2 separate regions of the Pan troglodytes genome follow, and region 2 is linked to region 1. The links are chromatin contacts, called in public Hi-C maps. All regions are on one chromosome and are shown on one strand. The core of a region is the stretch at or near the end of the contact, and the rest is flanking DNA. Distances in the headings are between cores, read along the strand shown. Region 1 holds the start of ZNF644 (zinc finger protein 644). Region 2 holds the start of BARHL2 (BarH like homeobox 2).

The links. A called contact is a pair of places that touch in the nucleus more often than the background predicts.
Region 2: a contact with region 1 is called in a Hi-C map of stem cell-derived neural progenitor cells, with 4 times the contacts expected there. The contact joins the promoter of BARHL2 here to the promoter of ZNF644 in region 1. A contact is called at or near these places in 2 of 7 Hi-C or Micro-C datasets (induced pluripotent stem cells and stem cell-derived neural progenitor cells) and 1 of 1 datasets of contacts at active chromatin or transcription factors (stem cell-derived excitatory neurons).

The regions. Positions count from the first base shown.
Region 1 is chr1:140,134,077-140,141,070 of NHGRI_mPanTro3-v2.0_pri, reverse strand. It overlaps ZNF644 (zinc finger protein 644), which reads right to left and starts at 2,442. Exons shown (of 5, transcript XM_016922333.4): 1 at 1,993-2,442; 2 at 1,275-1,348. It also overlaps the pseudogene LOC744449.
Region 2 is chr1:140,442,895-140,449,888 of NHGRI_mPanTro3-v2.0_pri, reverse strand. BARHL2 (BarH like homeobox 2) reads right to left here and starts at 2,965. Exons shown (of 3, transcript XM_003949457.6): 1 at 1,546-2,965. The coding sequence starts at 2,170.

The DNA.
Region 1 (6,994 bases), core at 1,193-3,692:
ACAAATACAAACAGCAATGGGTAGAGGCTGAAAGGCAATTTTCCATTATGCCACTAACTTAATCATCTCTGGTCCTCAATATATTGTAAAAGAGGAGGGTAAGAGCAGTTGTTCTTTGATATTTCTTCCACTGTAAAACTTTATGATCCAGGAATACATTTGCTAATGTTAATGCATTTCCTATTCATTAATACAAGACTGTTCTGTATTAGAAGCTAAAAAAAGAGAAAATATATATCTGAAAAGAACAAGGAAATGAAAGTTAACTAATGTTGAAAAATTCAAATTTCAGTTTGAACACAGAGATCTACACAGTGATCTAATGTGTTTAAATATCCCTCCAACCAAGGAATTCTGTTAATTGCCAACACAAAACATTAGGTGTTTCAAAATTTTGTACTTCATGAGTTAATACCAACACAAAGTATGATATAATTGCAGTATAACTTTAATTTGTTAGAAATTGTAAGACTTTTAAAAGCAATACATACCACTGCATTAATACTAATCAAGCTTTATGCTTCACCAATTAAAATGTCTAGGCTAGATTACAGCCTTATTATAAAAACAAGGTTTTCCTTAGCAAGCCTACCAAAATGCAAGATTACTGCCATCAAGTTCCCTAGATACTTACACATGCCACTGAAGGCAAACAGCCAGGTTTCCTTTCTTTGAGAAACTTTAGTTGTCTATTTTTTGAAATGTTTTCCTTCTCATGGGACCAAAAAATGTTTACAACTAAAGCAAACTACTGCAGGGAGGGAATACACAATTAAAACAAATCTACCATCCAGATGCAACAAGCGTGGAATTAGTCAGGACTGGACAGGATAGTCGGCGGTGTTGTGATACTTCTGTTGAAATTATTAACAAGACAAAACCATCATTCGCCCCCAATTATGTTTATCCCCTCGTTGAGTTTGATGATCACACAAAATCTGTAGTCTAAATATAAACGTTTTTATATTCAAAGTCAATATTCAAGAAAACTTTTCCACTAATGTTGCTAAACCATAGATGGATCCCAACAAGAGTTGTCTGTAGAAGTCTCGTAACAAGTAACCTTTAGCTCCACCACCTAAGTTTCCAATCACTGAGAAGAGTCTGGGACAACTCATCTTCAGGTTCACGGGAGAAGTGGAGCACACCTGCTTTCCTCTGGCAGAGTAACTTCCCAGGGACACAAAGGCCAGAGAATCAGACCTGGAGAGGCAAAAAGCTTTAGCTGGACACCCACCAAGCCCCTGGCAACCCAAACACTTCGAGCGATTTACCTCTTGCTGTTACTTCCCAGGCACCTAGCCGCATAAGATCTTGCAGGACGGGGGGAGGAGAGGGCTATGCGGTCCTGTCCCAAATAAGGGGAGGGGTGTAGACAGTTAATGCCAGAGCCAGCGTTTCTGGCCACAACCGAGCAGCCTCAACGAGAGGGGTTGGTGACTGCTCTCGGCCCGCCCCGTTACTCAGTGCATTGCAATGGCGACCGCCAGGCTCCCCAAGCCGCCTGATCTCGGCCCCTTCCCCCTACTGCTCACTGGCTGCTCGACTTCATGTGACTAAACAAAACCCCCAAGTCTAGTGCCCAGCTCAGCCCCTTTGTGTCCGCTACCGGATCCTCCGACGCCGCAGCGGAAAGCCCCCCCCCCCATCCCCCCGCCGAGTCCCGCCCCGCGGCGGCGGCCGCCGCTCACCTCAGGCTCCGTGGCCCCCAGCGACCGCCGCGGCCGCCGCCTCCCCGAACCCGGGGCCCGGGCTCCTTGTGTAGCACCAACTCCGCCTCCTCGGCCGCCGCCGCCATCTTAGCCTGTGCGGCAAAATGCGTCCTTTTGGATGGCTGGGACCCAGCCTAGGGCGTAGCTCCCCGGGCCCGAGAGCCGGAGGCCGGGTCCCCCAAGTTCTTCCGCCACCCTCAGTCCCGCCGCTGCCACAGCCCAGAGGCCCGAAACCCACTCGGGTCCCAGCGAATCTGACCAAATAACCCCTGAAACTCACAGTTTGGTGCCGTGTGCGTCAAACCGGGGCGACGTTGGGAGCGCGCGGCGTCCCCGCGTCACACGCCGCTCTGTACGCTACTCGGCTCCAGCGGCCCCCCTCCGCTCCCCGCTTTTCGCCTCCAGCCCCGGTTCCCACGGCGCAGGCGCGCTGCTTTCCCGCCTCTGCCGGGCTGCGGGCCGCGGGGGTGGCCAGCGAGGAGCTCCCGGGAAGCTTCGCGCTGGTGGAGCGTCTGGGCCAATTAGACAAACGGGGGCAGCGGAAACAGTGCACCACTGTTCTCGGGTGCCAGAAACCAAACAAGGTCACCTCCCCCAGCGCTGACCTAATCACTCCCAAGGAGGTTCCCGCCCCAAAGTAGGCACGCTCCAAATATGGTGGTGCCCAAACTCTGCAAGACCCAAGCACTAGGCATGCCTAGGCCCTTTAAGGTGGAACAGGCCCAGGTTTGAGTTCCACGATCACGAGCGTGCAAAAATCTCTGTTATTTTCCTCTTGTTGAGGAAAACAGCAATATTTGCCAATCACAACTGTGGAGTAATGGCAGAGGGAAGGTTTTAGGATCTTAAGGGGGCAGATTGTTGGGAGTTGCTTGATGGCCAGGCAAAGCATCAAGTGTGACATCTCAGTTACCCGGACAGCCTGCCCTGAAAGGTGGCCGAGGTTTGCTCCAGTTTGACTCTCTGAGGATACTCTCTCCCTGCATTACTGAAAGTGTCGTGGTTCTACGAATTAAAGTTATATAAGAAGCATGTGAGATGCTGGTTAACCCTTCAGAGAATCAGTCCCGAGAGGGTTCTGGAAATTTTCATTTTTAACAAGACTTCACCACAGGATCCTGGGGGCAGAGAAACACTGAGTGGGCTATTCTTTTGGTTTTCGACTGAGCCAACGAGAAACTGCTAACATGTTTAAGATTAACCAAGAGTTCTTGAGAAATCTACTGGTCCCGCCTTAATTATTTGGCTTCTCTGAACCTCTGTTTACTCATTTAAAAATTTAAAAATAAAAAAGTTTTCCTTAGTTGTACAGCTGTCATTACTGTCAAACCCTCAAGATGTTATTGACATTCGGAAGAATATACCATAACTGCATTTATTTGACAAGAATGAGAAACATTCTTTTTCCTATAGAATGATGCCTTCAGCAACAGCAAACGTAGATTCCAAACAACAAATATTTGACTAAACACATTAATTGCTTCATTACTTAATAGCTAACACTTTTGAGTGCTTACTGTGTACCAGGCATTGTTCTAACTTGCTCGATTTCATTGTAACCCAATGAGACAAAGAGAAGTAAGGTGATTTTCTCGAAGTCATACAGTTCTTTGGGCTCTTTAAAATGCAAATCTCCTGTCTTCATTTACACAAATGTGTAAACAATAAAATATAAATACGTATATATTTGCAGTCAATGGGGGAGGGGTGCCCTTTGGATCATTTCGTTTGCAGAATCCATTAAAATTGGACATTCTCAGTTTACTATTGGACTTACTACAAAATATTATGCACTATGGAAATTCTTACATTATATCACTGTAAAAGCAGTTACTAAGAAAATAACTGTTATTAATGTATACCACTGACTAATGTGCAGACAAATCACACAAGCAAATAGAATCATTCAGAACTCAGCCATGATCAGGAACTTGTCTCACTAATGAAGCTGTTTTTTACACTAGAACTCAGCAACTGAAGTGTAATACTGTGGAAGTCATAATAGCAGTAAAAGTAATCATAGTAATTATAATAGTAGAAGTAGTAATAGTTGATGAAACGCTGTACAAAATGGATCTCAAAAGCTTCTATGAATGGCAGAAAATATAATGACAGACAGCTTGAATAAGGTAATGCGAAAAGAAAAAAAAATACATGTGAGTTCTCTGTCTAGCCGCAGATGTGGGTCTCTGTTCTGCAGGATGGGGTTTGTAAAAGTTATTAAGAATAAGGCCTACTTTAAGAGATATCAAGTGAAATTTAGAAGACGACGAGAGGGTAAAACTGATTACTATGCTCAGAAACACTTGGTGATACAGGATAAAAATGAATACAACACACCCAAATACAGGATGATAGTTCGTGGAACAGAGATATCATTTGTCAGATTGCTTATGCATGTATAGAGGGGGATATAATAGTCTGCACAGCATATGTACACGAACTGCCAAAATATGGTGTGAAGGTTGACCTGACAAATTATGCTGCAGCGTATTGTACTGACCTGGGGCTGGACCGCAGACTTCTCAATAGGTTTGACATGGACAAGATCTATGAAAGCCAAGTGGAGGCAACTGGCGATGACTACAATGTGGTAAGCATTGATGGTCAGCCAGGTGCCTTTACCTGCAATTAGGATGCAGGCCTTGCCAGAACTACTACTGGCAGTAAAGTTTTTGGCACTCTGAAGGGAGCTGTGCATGGAGGCTTGTCTGTCCCTCACAGTACTAAATGATTCCCTGGTTATGATTCTGAAAGCAAGAAATTTAATGCAGAAGTACACAGGAAGCACATCATGGGCCACAATGTTGCAGATTATATGTGCTACTTAATGGAAGAAGATGAAGATGATTACAAGAAACAGTTCTCTCAATACATGAAGAACAGTGTAACTCCAGACATGATGGAAGAGATGTGTAAGAAAGCTCATGCTGCTATACGAGAGAGTCCAGTCTGTGAAAAGAAGCCCAAGAAAGAAGTTAAAAAGAAAAGTGGAACCGACCCAAAATGTCCCTTGCTCAGAAGAAAGATTGGGTAGCTCAAAAGAAGGCAAGCTTCCTCAGAGCTCAGGAGCAGGCTGCTGAGAGCTAAACCAAACAATTTTCTATGAGGATTTTTCAGATAAAGACAATAAACTTATGGACAGAAAAAAACATACAGGCAACTGAAAAAATCCAAAGACAAGTTATGTGGCTCAGTGCCAAAATATTTAAGGAAATCACAGTTGAGAATGAAAGTCAAGATGTGGAAAACAGTTTGGGAGAAAATTCATAACACATTGTGAATAAAATGATGCTCCAATGAATACACCTGGTAAATGTTTTAAAGAAATAAAAAGCAAGATGCTGCTACTGGTTTTTGTTGCTGTTGTTGTTTTTAAACTTTTATTTTAGGTTCAGGAGTACATATGCAGGTTTGCTATATAGGTAAACTCATGTCACTGGGGTTTTGCACAGATTATCTCATGACTCAGGTACTTAGCCTAGTACCCAGTAGTTATTTTTTTCTGATCCTCTCCCTCCTCCCACCATCCACCCTCAGGTGGGCCCTAGTGTGTGTTGTTCCCTCCCTTGTGTCCCTGTGTTCTCATCATTTTGCTCCCACTTATAAGTGAGAACATGCAGCCTTTGGTTTTCTATTCCTGAATTAGTTTGCTAAGAATAATGGCCTCCAGCTCCATCCAAGTTCCTGCAAAGGACATGATCTCATTCTTTTTATGGCTGCATAGTATTCCATGGTATATATATACCACATTTTCTTTATCCAGTCTACCACTAATGGGCATTTAGGTTAATTCCAAGTCTTGGCTATTGTGAGGGATACTTCAGTGAGCATACACATGAATGTGTCTTTATGGTAGAATGATTTATATTCCTTTGGGTATATACCTAGTAATAGGATTGCTGGGTTAAATGGTAGTTCTGTTTTCAACTCTTTGAGAAATTGCCACACTGCTTTTCACAACAGTTGAACCAATTTACACTCCCAACAGCATATTAGTGTTCTCTTTTCTCTGCAACCTCACCAGCATGTTATTTTTTGACTTTTTAATAATGTGGCTACTGTTAATATGTTAAAATCTGACCATATTAACACAGTGTATGAATCTATTAGTGATTACCAGATTATCAGTGAATGGAATTACCTGATAAAAAACATAAAGTGGCCGGGCACGGTGGCTCATGCCTGTAATCCCAGCACTTTGGGAGGCCGAGGCGGGCAGATCACGAGGTCAGGAGATCGAGACCACCCTGGCTAACACGGTGAAACCCTGTCTCTACTAAAAATACAAGAAATTAGCCGGGCGTGGTGGCGGACGCCTGTAGTCCCAGCTACTTGGGAGGCTGAGGCAGGAGAATGGCGTGAACCCGGGAGGCGGAGCTTGCAGTGAGCCGAGATCGCGCCACTGTACTCCAGCCTGGGTGACAGAGCAAGACTGCGTCTCAAAAATAAATAAATAAATAAATAAATAAATAAATAAAAGTAAGTTGTGGTCTCAAATGACTTGCTCAAAAAGAAAATGCAGTTCAGTTTTGGATAAAAACAAATAATTCTCCTCATTCCAATGCTTTATAATTCCAAGCAAAAAGAAAGAAATGAAACATTAATCTACTAGTAATAAAGTCAAATCAAGTTTGGATTTTGCTCAGTATCCCACTAGTTCTGGATCAACCTCTTAATACCAAAACTGTAAAGCAAGTCACTCTTGTGGAACTGCAAATAGTTCAGTATGTTTGTTCATTGGAGTGGGGGTAGGGAGGATGTGTGGAGTAGAAAGAGAGATGATGTAAACAGAAACCAAGTTTTGTATTTATTTTTGTTCCACGCTGACCTGAGCACAGAGCTTTACACATAGCAGGTATGCGATAAATAATTCCGTTCAGTTCAACCAACATTCGTTGATTGTTTACTCTATGCAAGGTACTGCACTAGGCACTGTCAGAAAAAAATGAATAAGACAGTTCCTTGAAGCTATTCAATAAATACTGTTGAATGAATGCAGTGCTTTTATACTTCAAAGAAAGAGCTAGACAAAAAGGTACAATCAACTCTCAATTTACCAGGGAATGGAGGACATAAGGAATAGATAATAAAGTTCTCCAAATCTCAGTTAAAAACAAAGGCTCATAAAACATAGTACAAAATAGATTTAGTATACACATATTTAATGAAAATTATATCTAATATTCAGAAACACATTTGCTATTCTACTCAGCATATCATTATGCATGCCCCCTGGAGGATGTGAAGGTAAATAGAACACACTCAGCTCTCAAATATTT
Region 2 (6,994 bases), core at 1,716-4,215, 310 kb before region 1:
TTTTAAATAAAACTTTTGAAAAGGGTTATTTTGTTATTGTTTCCTTGACTGAGAGAGATGCTGTCCCTTTTGTTTATTGTTTTCAGTATGACTTTGTTTCACTGATGTGGTGATTTTTCAAAGGGTCCCTCTACTCTCTTTTTTTTTTTTTTTTTTTTTTTTGAGGAGGCAGCATCTTTTTCATTTTACTTTTTTCTCTTTTCTGAAAGTTATAGGTGTTTGTTTTACTTTTTCAGATGCACTTGGGAAATGTTGGAATCAGGCTTTCTGAAGCCACCTGCATCAGGTCTTTTAAAGCTTCACAAAGAATATGTCACCCAGACACCGAGTTGAGCTCAAAATCACTGAGCCCATCCAGGTGACAGCATGGAGATTTCCGGATTCTATTTGTCAACTTTGGTTTTTTACTGAAATGCTGGGAAATCGATATGTCAATCCCTCCCTGTTTGTACCCGTTTGTGCAGTGCTCCTTGATCTTCCCTGCAGGAAGAACAATAATCTCTCTAATTGACCCACTGGGGAGGTTGGTGCACAAAAAATCGCCAGACCAGACTGTACATCTGTTTTGGACACTATTATGCTAATGCTATAATAGTAAAATGAGGAGCCAACATCCTACCTTCCAGTCAGTACATTTCTTTACCAGAAAAACAAGGATCAATAATAATAAACAATGTGTCTGTAAAGGAAGAAAAAGCTCTGGTATGTTAAAACTTTTGCCATGCAAAGACTACCACATTTACTTATGAAATTGTCTGAGGAGAAAATGGGAAAAGGGAGTTGAAGGACAATTTCCATTGTCATCTTATTTTTTTTTAACAAAAAAGAGATTAATCCAATTTCATAAGATTTTATTTTTATAAATACTACCTCCTAAGTACTTGTAAGGGGCCAAAAATCTTTGTAGGATACAGATACTCAGTTGAGGCCACAGGGTAAGAAGGGTGCTTTTAAGAAACTGATTACAAATTTTTACGGGCTTCCCTATACTAACCACAATCTAATTTTTTTAAAGTTGCTCTGTTCATGAACTCAGAAATTTTTCCTCCATTAAAACCGATAATTCCTGTGATGATGTTAAGAAAATAAAGTGGGGGGGGTGAAATCACTTGTACTAAAGAATAAACACCAGGTTGTGATCACACCCACGCTAGCTAAGTGGTTTCTCTCTCCCACCTCCCCCCATTCCCATTCCCAAAGTCTAGGCTAGAAAAACCCCAAGTCCATCCCTTTTATCAACGAAAAGTATTTCCTGTCGGATGCCCTCCGCCGCCCCTCAACCCCCAGTAGATTAAAATTAAATAAAACAAAGGAAGGAGCTGGATGGCCGTGAAGGTTGTGGGGTAGAACAATAAACAGAACTTCGAAGAGTCCCCACATCGCACGCCCAGGCCTCCCTTCAGCTTGCAGTCTTTTGATCGTCGCCCAGTCGCCCGAGAAGCTCCTGGAATCGCTCCCCAGCAGAGATCTGCTGAAGGCTGAAGGGGAGATTGGGAACCAGGAGGACAAGCTAGACGGCCGAGAGCGCCGGGTGGCGGGACTCACCGTGGCATTTGATGTCGCTCTGGGAATCCTCCCGCTTGTCGAGTTTGGTTTTGCTGTCCTCCTGCTCGAGCTTTGGCCTGAAGCTCTCGTGCACTGCGTTGCTCTCCTGCTTCGGGGTGTGGTGGGGAGAGGATACGCTGGTGCTGTAGGGTGCACATGCCGCCAGAGGTTTGCTGTCGCCCAAGATGTCCTTAATTAAAAAAGAAGACGTGGAAGTCCTGGGGGCCGAGGCGGCCGAGCCCAGCTGCTGGGCGGGCGGCGGCGGCGGCTGCTGTGGCGGCAGCGGCTGCTGCTGTTGGGGCGAAGGCTGCAAACTTTGCGTCGGGGCCGCGGCCGGCGGCGGCGGCTGCTGGCTGTGGTGGAGGTGGTGATGATGCTGGGTCGCGTCTGCTACCAGATGCGGCTCCGGGGGCTCCATGGTGACTGAGATAGGAGAAGAAGGCGCCGTCCCTACGGTATCAATCTCCGAACAGGGAGATGGGGTGGCCTGACTCCTAAAATCCGCGGTCCTGGCCTCACCGAGCGGGCGGAAATCTCCATTCATCATGCCTGGGCTGCCTGAACTGGCACTGGACAAAATCGTGTCTATTCCAAAACTCGACCCGCTGGCCCCTTCCATTGTCATTGCTACATGAGGTCCACGCCACTCCGCCGTTCAGCAGCCGCCCCGAACCAGCGAAGAAAGCTATCGATCGTAAAACAAAATAAACACCAAACAATGTTGCCGCTGCTTAAAAAAAAAAAAAAGTGGGGCGGGGAGAGAAGGAAGGGTAATTGGGAAGTGGCAATCTGTGGATACTTTCGACACAACTTTTTTTCTCTTATGCAAAAAGTAGGGGTGGAAAGAAAAAAGATGCGGGGGGCGGGGGGAGTTAAAAAAATTTCTGAGAAAGCTCGGAACTTGCGCTCCAGGAACGACTGCGCACGTGGAGCGGCGGTGGCGGCGCGGAGGACCCAGGCGAAGGCGAAGGCGCAGGCGGCGGGAAGCTACGCCAAAGCCGCCGCCGCCGCCGCTGCCGGGGTCTGCCCACAGCCTGGCACCGGGCGGCAGCGGTGGCGGCGGCAGACGCGGCAGGTGCAGCGACCGCGAAGCCCGGGCGGCCGCGCGCCCTCGGAACTCCCCCGCGGCTCCCGAGGTGGCAGCCGCGCGCCACTCGGCAGCCCCGTAGCCGAGTTTCTGAACTTTCTTGGAAAGTTGCGGGGCAGACACTGCCGCAGCGGCTGCGGCAACCCGAGGAGGAGGAGGAAGAGGAGGACGACGAGAAGGAGCAGGCACAGAAGGAGGAAGCGGCGGAGACGCGATACCGGGCGACTCCGGCCGCTGCCGGGCGCGTTCGCTTGTAATCCGGCTGCTCGCGGGCGGCGCCGACCCCCTCCCGTGACGTCACGGCCACTACCGCCGCTCCCCGTGTCGCGCCGCGCCGGGCCCGCGCCCCCGCCACAGAGGCCGCGCGTCCGGCCCCGCGCCCCTATTGGCCGCGCCCGCGCGAGCGAGGGACGCCGACGTGCCGGGAGCCAATAGGCGCAGCGCTCGCGAGCCCGTCAGCGGACTCGGCTCGGACTCCGCTGCTCTTTTGAGAACCCGCACATCCCTGAGCCCGCAGCCCTGAGCCGAACTCCGAGTCCAGTGGTCCCGGTGTCCACAATCACGAGTGCGAGGCAAAGGGAGAGGGGGGAAGAGATCAGAGGGAGACCAGAGAAAGGGAACCAAAGGGGAGAAAGAAAAAAAAAAAGTAGCAAGGATTTGCCCGTTTTCTTAAGTCAGAAGAGAGAGAGAAGAGGACGGGAAGGGACTTACCTTTAGGCTCCAGCGCGGCGGCCCTCGCAGCCTCCCCAAACGCGCGCGGGAATAGTCCGAAGACATTAAGAGCGGAGGAAGGAGATCCCTGAAGGAATCCACAGAAAAGTGTGTCACTTCAGGCGCCGGAGCCTTGCATAAGCGGGCGGGTCGGCTCTGGGCTCTGATTTCTCGCCCGACGAACCCAGGCGCTCGGGCTCGGCCCGGCGGGCGGCGGATCCCTGAGAGGGACACAGCCGGGTCCGCGTCCACCAGGCACTCTCGGGGAGGACGAGGCCTGAGGCTCCAAGCTGGGGAGCCAGCCTGGTCTCCAGCTGGAAAAAATGCCTGGCCAGACGCTTTCTCCCGAACGGGGGAGCTAATGCCCGAGGCGTTCTCTGGTGGCGAGGGCAGCCACGGTTCACTGCAGTGTCGGGCGGGCGCGGGGCTCAGGACCCATAGCGGCTGGTCTGCAGCCCGCGCCCCTGTCCGTCCACCTCTGTCCCCCGGCCCCTTTCGGCGAGCGCTCATTTGGAAAGGAAACAGTCACTGCGGATCCACTTGGGACCCGGAGCATGACTGTAACGCCTCGTTGGAGTGTATCAACTTGCATTATTTTCTCTAGGACGTCTCCAACCTGTCTCTTGTTGAATGTCAGAGTAATGGGAAGTGCCAGTGACAAGACGGCGTATTACTCCTGATTAAGTGCCGTGTCAACCTAATTAGCAGAGTAATTATAAGGTGCTAATGAATGATTCAAAGTTCTTTGAGTTACATTTTACTCCAAATTACCATTTTAAGAACCCTATGAATCTGCGAGGCGGGCATCGCTTCCGTGGCTAGGTCTGGAATGATGTTCGAGTGGCCTTTAATGTCTCCAAAGGCTGGGCCGAAATCTGGAGTTTAGTTGCAGTTCTGGAGGTCACTTTCTGGGCCACAGCTTTTATCTGTTGAGGACGAAGGGAGGGGTGTCAGGGAGGCAAATGACCTCCTGGGACAAGCTCTTGCCTTTCGGTCGGAACTGCTTCTGTGTGAGCCATGGGTCCGGAAGCGGGTAGCTGGGCGACTCATCCTGCCTGCGTTTTCCTGGGGAAATCGGTGTGTTTGACCCAGAAAAGAAAAAAAAAAAAAAAAAACAGCACTACTTGGAGGGTGGGTTGAGCTGTTTCTCATCGTCTCAGTGGCATTTTTCCTAGGGCTGTTCCGAGAGAACAGCGGGGATTGAAGGAACGGAGGCAAGGAGATGCACAATCCGGGCAGCTCTCGCTCTTCTCGGAAGGCGAAGGGAGTTTGGCGGAGAAGACGGGGTTGGTGAGCCGAGGCGGGGACTCCGGACGTGCTCCATCCCGGCAGGGGCCGACAGTGGCCAGAGGGGTGCGGGGAGGCCCTCGGGAACGGGTGACTGGGCCCTGCCGGGTGGGGTCGGGCCACTGTAGGCTGGAGCGGGGTTGGATCAAATGCCTTTGGCGCGGGAACTGAGTGCTGGCCCGGGAGACCCTCCGGAGAGCTCGCGGGCTCGGCCTCGGCCTCGGCCTTCGGCCGCGGTTACCGAACCACAGACGGTAGACTTGTGGAGGTGGCTTATCCGAGGCCGCAGGGCCCGGCGCTGCACAGCTTCGCAGCCTAAATATCCTGCGCCTCTGTCACAGTTGACCGCTGTGGGGAGGACAGGAAGGGCTCTAGGGCTGCCCGAGACTGCAGGCGGACCCTACCTACTCTACCCTCTTCAAATATCGATCAGGGTTCTTCCCATTCCAACATCATCATCCACCAACTTCCCGAATATGGTGCGTTTTCTCCTAGCCCTGGGGGGTTCCAACTCGAACTCCCCTCGCTGCATATTCAGGGTGGGAAGTAGGGAGGGGGAGAAAACAAATTTAAAATCCAGAACTGACGGCACTGCACAAATCAATTATTCTCGACCTTGATAAATAATTCATTTAAGCCTGTTTTTGTTTTGTTCCGACGCCTAAAATGACTCAAGAGCTCAAAAGGCTGATCGCACAGCTTGTGTTGGGCGGTTCGACAGGGTCTTTTTGCTTGGAATAATTCACAGCATTGGCAGGGGAGACGATGGAGATATGACCCTACAAAAAAAATGAAATCTATAAAGAAAAGGAGAGAGAAAAGTGGAAGTGTTGGGGGCAGGGGAGAGCGTGTTTTGTGACAACTCTAAAGCAAAGCAAAAGGGAACCCAGTAGGCCCCACTTTGTGAATGTCTCAGATCATATTTTCTTAAGAAAAGGTTAATATCATAGAAGAGTTATCTGGGTGGGTGTTAGATCAGCTTCCAGGAGCAATAATGGTAAGGGGAAAACACGACCTTGACTTTTATCAAGGCTGCTATGTTAGTAGTGGCCTGAAGATTCACAAAATGGACTTGAAGACCAAATTGCAAACTTAATGAAAAATTTTTTTTCAGAGCTGGAGTTTTGTTTAACTTTTCTCAGTTCTTTTTTCTCCAGACACATTCCTCTCTCGCATTTTTTTTCTGAAAGTATATAATGTATACATCCAAGAAGTCATGCATTTTCTGGCAAACATAATTCACTTTTCATTTTTAAAAATCACAATTCAGAAACACAATAGGGTGCAGATATATCATATTTCTAAACGAAAGAAAATGCTTTAACTGGATTTAATCTTAGATTTTCCCACTGGATTTAAAATACGAATAAATAGAGTCTCTAAACTGACATGAGTTTAAATATCAAACTCATTCACTTTCAGGCCCTCATTTCCTTAGAAGAAGGAGAAGGGGAAGAGAAAAAAAGAAACTTGTGTAATTTTTGGAAGATTTTGGAATTTGGCCTAGAAAGCAGTTATTGCCAACTGTGGGTAACAGAGAACAAACTTTTCCTTCCCGGCTCTGAAGAACACATCACTGCCGATCAGCATCAAAGATGCTCCTTTCCCATCTCAGAGAATGATTCAAACACTTCAATATTTAACAAATTTTGTTCCTAGATAAACTCTCTACGATCCACTTTCACCATCTAGATTCAGTATTTGAGATTGTGTTTAAACTAGAGCATTCAGTTTTTTAAAAATGAAACTTAACTTTGAAGAAATTCACTCACACATTACGATGAACGTGGAGCTGGTGTTTCTTCCTATCATATTTAATTTTGAACGTTTCTAAGGGTCCACATGATGACAATGCCAAGTAAGGGGAATGAGGTGCAAAGACGCTTCCCTCCACTGGGCGGCGCCAAGAGCTCCGAACCGAGGGAGCTGCTATTGTTTCTTTCTATAAAAGATGCAAGATACACAAATGAGCTCTCCACCTTCTAAGGCTGGCTCCCTGACGATTGTCTGACCTCTCGCCATTTCAAAGCTACAGAAACGTCGGAAGTTTCCTTTCTTTTTTGTTTTTTCAATTTATCAATATCTTTTCAACTACTTAAGAATTTGATATATATTTGCTTAGAAAAAATAATACATTAAAGAGAAATATCCTGGCAGTTCTGCTGACCAAAAAGAAAACAGAGAGAGAAAGATATGAAAAGAACATAACTGAGTCCCTTAAATAGACTGAAACTGGGAGAGTGGAGTTGGGAGCAGATGGAGAAAGATAAAATGAAAGAAAAAAATAAGGTAACTGAAAAGTATGTTAACAGGAAGAAGTTAAAATGATAACCTGTGTAATTACTAATTGTTCTAGGGGAATGA